2 separate regions of the Sus scrofa genome follow, and region 1 is linked to region 2. A link is a contact called in public Hi-C data. All regions are on one chromosome and are shown on one strand. The core of a region is the stretch at or near the end of the contact, and the rest is flanking DNA. Distances in the headings are between cores, read along the strand shown. Region 1 has its middle 5.9 kb from the start of ARID1B. Region 2 overlaps ARID1B (AT-rich interactive domain-containing protein 1B).

The links. A called contact is a pair of places that touch in the nucleus more often than the background predicts.
Region 1: a Hi-C map of heart right ventricle shows a contact between it and region 2, with 3 times the contacts expected there. The contact joins two enhancer-like sites. A contact is called at or near these places in 3 of 47 Hi-C or Micro-C datasets (embryonic fibroblasts, heart right ventricle and psoas muscle) and 1 of 2 datasets of contacts at active chromatin or transcription factors (skeletal muscle).

The regions. Positions count from the first base shown.
Region 1 is chr1:10,231,920-10,234,619 of Sscrofa11.1, reverse strand. No RefSeq gene overlaps it. Among named protein-coding and RNA genes, the nearest start is that of ARID1B, 5.9 kb to the right of the region's middle. Within about 2 kb of position 1,424, at least 54 of the 83 cell types and tissues checked have an H3K27ac peak or open chromatin away from gene starts, as enhancers often do. A contact at or near this core is called in skeletal muscle, where this site is marked.
Region 2 is chr1:9,812,646-9,815,345 of Sscrofa11.1, reverse strand. All of the region lies in intron 14 of ARID1B (AT-rich interactive domain-containing protein 1B), which reads left to right. Among named protein-coding and RNA genes, the nearest start is that of TMEM242, 150 kb to the right of the region's middle. Within about 2 kb of position 1,380, at least 15 of the 83 cell types and tissues checked have an H3K27ac peak or open chromatin away from gene starts, as enhancers often do. A contact at or near this core is called in skeletal muscle, where this site is marked.

The sequences.
Region 1 (2,700 bases), core at 175-2,674, 420 kb before region 2:
GCTGCAAGTGATAGCTCTGGCCTCTGGCAGATGGAGAAGAAGCAGGGCAGTCACACTGCATAACTCCAGAGGATAAGCAGCCATACTGGAGAGAGGTGTCCTTTAGATGAGTGACAACAAACATGACACTCCCTGGCTCTGTGTAAACAGGAGGCTCTGGGAAGGAGGCAAATTGTAACTTAGGGGTTGGGTGTCAACTTATTTGGTTTATTTCTTTCAAAGAGTTTTCTATGGATCGTCTCAAAGTCACAAATTCCTAGATAAGAGAGAAGGCTCTTATATCACAAAATATCACACTTGTGGATTAAGGCACACTGGGTTAAGAATTGTTGTCATAGTGTGGCACAGGTTCAGTCCCTGGCCCAGGAACTTCCTCATTCTGTGGGCGTGGCCAAAAAAAATTTTTTTTTTTTGCCCTGTATGGTTCTGAGAAGTTTCCCTCAGCTTCTTAAAACTTCTAAGCTCTTTTTAGGTCTAAGATTCTATTATGAACAGAGTTGGCTTATCAGCATGGTAGATTGGGGGTGGTATAGAGAAAAGTGGGTAGGATAGATAGATAGGCTGAAGTGGACAGACAGGGTGGTAGGATAGAAGCTGGAGTTTCCAGTTGCTTCATCGTTGGTGTAGACCAGGAGGGGGTGGGATGAAAAAGAAGTGAGAGATAGGAAATTTGGTCCATTTCCTCACCCTCGTGACTGACTTATTACCAAGTCCTCCTATGTTCTCGCCTCGACCTCTCTCCCATGTAGGGCCACTGCAAGCATGTTTGATGCTTTGTGCCAGTTAGAAAAAGACACCCCATCCTCCAGCAGACTAAGTCCAGTGTCAAGACTCAGTGAGTGGCAAGTAAGCCTTGGCTGAGACCCCTTGATCAGTGAAAAATTCGCCCATTCTTAAATGGTGGACTCGAGTTGGTTCACTTATCTCTGTCCTCATGGTGCCTCCTGCTTCCATCTTCTCATGTGCACAAGACAGGTGGGAGAGCCTTGTACAAAAAGGCTCAAATTTAGACTTTGGTGTGGTTGCCAAGTTGGGTTATGTGTTTAGCTCTGGAGGTACAATGACTAGACGAAAAGGTGTTCATCCTATTTTTTGTTTTTCAACGTGGATCTGTTAACAGACTGTGTATTTGTGGGGGCACTGTGAATTAAATAAATGTTAATTTTTCCGTGAGACGCACATTTGTATCGCCTTCTGGTTTTGAGGCCGAATGTTTTAAAAACTGTAAACATTAAAAAAAGGTCATTTGTATGATCCTCTTTTATTGTTCCTTAATATCGCCAAACACTGGGAGCCTCAGCACAGGAGGGTGGCCGGGCCTGGGCGGAGCAGCCCCCAGCCTGGGCCCGCCCCCACTCCCGCCCCCACGCTCTGGCTCCGCCTCTCTTCCCAGCAGCCAGTGGGTCCCGGGACCACCCGGCCCCGCCCGCTGGCCCCGGTTTAAAGGCCGCAGATAGTTCGCTCAGCTCGTGGGAGACCAGCCCTGGTGGAGTTGGGCTGCGTGCCCGGCGCGGTGGCCCCACCTCCGCGGCCGCTGCGGGTGCGCCAGCCCGGCTCTGCTCCGCAGCCCCACCGGCCTCCTGCTGTCGGGGACGCCCTTTCGCTTCTTTCCCTGGTTCACGCCTCCTCACTTTGCGGGTTTCAGCCCCAGTTCCATTTCCTCCGGGAAGTCTTTCCCCAGTCTCTGTCAGTTTCTTCGTTTATTTCGCTCCTACAAGCCTGCACCTCTCCTTCAGAGCACGTTTTCTTTGCGCATTTACGCATTTGTTAGTGGGATCATCTGATTAATGTCGAGCTGGTAGGCAGTGCGGGAGTTTCTTTTTTCTTTCTTCCTCACTGCAGGGTCCGCAGAGCCTAGCACTGGGCCGGTGCAGAGCAGGCAAGCCTTGGCAATTATTTGCTGAATGACTGAATGGGGTTGAGCCAAGAAGCTGCCTTCCCAACTGCTTCTTATGGGTTATGCTTTGGGAAGGAAACCTTTAACCCACGTGGTCCCCGAGAAAGCAGGTCACCAGCACCACAGCGAGAAGTAGAGCTTGAGAGGAGACGTCTGAGGGTTCAGAGAGGATGCCAGATATAGCCCACTGAATTTTAAGTCCTATAGAAACATTTTACAATGTAGAGACTTGCTTTAAGTTAGAGAAAAAAAAATTATGTTTAACCACTTGGGCATTTCTAGAGGAATGCATTGATAGGCAATGAAATTATGTCATTTTATTTAAGAAAAGCATATAATCAAGTCCTTTGGCCCTTAGAACAGTCAGTCCTAATCTGCCCTTAAAGGTGACTACTGATTCTCTTAATGAGTTAGGGACAAAGCAGTTGAAGATAAACAGGGTGAAATAAATATTACAAATTTGCTACATTAATGCACCTAAGTTATTTATTGTTTGGAATTTATTGTGCTTGAAAAGTAGTTGTATTTTAGAAGCTTATGCGTACTGTGAAGGGATTTACTGCATTTGACAAAGACCCAGAAGGCCTTGAGATAAATCACTCAGATCTTCCCCCAAAATTGAGGTGATTATCTCTCCAAATGACTTCCCTTGTATTTTTGATTATTACAAAATGACCTCAAATGTTTATTTCTGAAATATTTATTTCTGAGGAACTAGAGTGGTATCATCAATAAAGTGCTCAATAAGTGATTCTGATGATGGTAAAATGAATGAGGACAATACTGACAATAAAGTGAAGGAA
Region 2 (2,700 bases), core at 131-2,630:
TGCTGAACGGTCTGTCCTCCTGTATGGAGAATAGCTCTCCCAGGGAGCATCGGCTCAGTGCAAGAAACCCCGCCGAGGTGTAGGCACTTCAGCAAGTACAGGGCCTGTCCTCCTACAGTCAGCCCCCGCCCCCCATTTTTTTTAAAACTACCGTTTTTATGGCAACATTCCCGCTTTAACTGCACAAAAGAGCTTGGGTTGCAGATGTGCTCCTGAGAATACGTTCTTCTCAGTGGTCCAGAAGGTGCCCGAGTCACGAGAATCAGGAAGCAGGGAGGAAGGTGCCTGAGCTGAGCCGTTCAGCCAGCGCTCGGGCTGCGGTCTGCTTGGCTTATGTGCTCTGCAGAGAGACGGACACACGGACTGGGCAGGAGGGCAGAGAATAACATCAGCCTCTCAGCCAAAAGCCAGGCCTTTCCTCCAGCATCTGTGGCCTCTTTGACTCCAGAACTTTCATTAAGGAAAATGTCTCCGAAACATCTTTCTTGTCAGAGAAGCAAAACAAATGATCCCCAGTGATTTGCCATGTCAGAGTCTCACACGCTACAAAAATTCTTCACACTAATCTTCCGCCAAAGTTTGTGTTCTTTGAAGTCAGTTTTTCCCGTAAGACTGTAACTGTAGTTTATTCCTTACTAGCCCATCCTGGCAAACAACTAAAAGATTCCTAAAAAACATTCTAGATTGTTTTTTCAAATGGTCGTGCTGAATCAGTTTAAATCCTAAATGCCAGTAATGACTTGGCATTCTACATCGTGCCTCCAGATTCCAGTTTGGATGTGATGTGCCTGACACGGATCTGAAATTCGGTCCTGTCAGCCCCTGAGAGGTCCAGCCCCTTAGCCGTGGGGCTGCACCACCATCTCCACTGTGGAGTGGCTGTGTCTTCTAGGGACTGAGAGCAAGTCAGCCAGAGGAAGCCTCCGGAATGAAACCTAAGCAAGACCTGGGGGGTACGGTTGCACCTCGGATTTGCTTATAATAGACTGTAAAGTTTCTAGAGTCCTAAGGAACAGCCAGAGGCATCGCCTCCCCAGGTGGCCTGGGCCTCCCCGAAGCTGGAATGGGGTGGGGAGGGGAGGGAGGTGGCGGGAAGCTCCACATTCAGTTAGTCAGTCTGTAACCAAAAACTCATCCATCTTTGCTGGCAGGTGGCTGACTGCATTTCTATTATTAGCTGACAGGTGATGTCACAAAACTTGTCATGGATCCAACTAGGGAATCCTCGGTGGAAGACAGATGAGAAGGGGGCTCGGGTTATACACAAAGGTGCCCTCTGGGTGACCTCTAGTAGCTGCAGACCCAGGACGCATCAGCTCTTCCTCTCTCCCCACCCAGCTTCCCACAACCCCAGCCAGAGCTGGGGCAGCGGGTTCGTGCTGTGTAAATTATCTTCCCAGCCAGGAGTCTGGCTGTACAGTCTGAAGTGTGTGAATGTACTTAACCTTCAGTAACCTTTCCATTGTTTACTTTCCAGTATACATTTGTAGCTTCTGGCAAAAAGTAGGGATATCCTAGAGAGCCAGCCTCCTCTATTAATGGAGCTTCAAGAGGTTGCATTCATTTTTTTTTTCTTCCTGAAAGGAAAGGAAAACACACTGGCAAGAGGGGAGAATTTTTCCTTTTATTTTTTTTTTATTAGCTGTGAATGTGCCTACTTATAAATAAGGCTGATTCCTAAATCATAGCCTTGTGAGCCGTGGTCCACGGGAACCGTACAGGCTGCTGTGCGCTCTGGTTCTTGACCCACGAAGCCGGCTATTTCTCCTCTCAGCTTTATGGGGCGGTCATGTCTGAGGGTCATCCTTAATGTATTTTTGAATGACTATTTTTTCTTTTATTATATTTACTTTTTAAAGATGCATTTCCAGGGTTTTACCAAATTTTGGTTTATAAGCATGAATTGGTAAGTTTCTGTTTTAAGGTATCTACATCCAAGAAGGTGTCTACATTTAAAATTAGCCTTGGAGTTCCCTTTGTGGCTCGGCAGGTTGGGACCAGACCAGGTATCCATGAGGATGCAGGTTCGATCCCTGGCCTCACTCAGTGGGTTCAGGATCCGGCGTTGCTGTGAGCTGTGGTGTAGGTCACAGATGCGGCTCGAATCTGGCATGGCTGTGGCTGTGGCTGTGGTGTAGGCTGGCAGCTGCAACTCTGGTTCGACCCCAGCCTGGGAACTTTCATATGCCGCAGGTGCAGCCCTATAAAGAATAAAAGAAACTAGTCTTCCTAGGAGTTCCCTGATGACACAGCGGGTTAAGGAGCCAGTGTTGTCACTGCAGTGGCTTGGGTCGCTGCTGCGGCTCGGGTTCGATCCCCGGCCTGGGAACTTCCATGTGTTGCAGGTCATCCCCGAGTCACTGTGGTCCTAGGCACCCAGGGGAGACGTGACGGAACGCAGTCCCTGTTGGTGGCCATCAGTATTCATTCAGGACCTCGTCTCGCTAGAGAGGTCTGGCTTGGGCTGAGGCTTCCTGAGTGGAAGCGACAGACTCGCTTCCATTTCTCACCCTCTGTAGCGCATCGCTCAGCTCCAGCTTCCTCGAAAGGGAGTCGTGGGTGGTGGTAACTGAGTCTTCATAGGAAAGAAACTATTGATGATAATATGTGCAATATCAGTTTTTACAAGCGGCCAGGAATTCTGTGTGTTACAGTTATAGTCCTGAAAGTATTTATTGTAAACCGTCTGAGGGCAGGAAT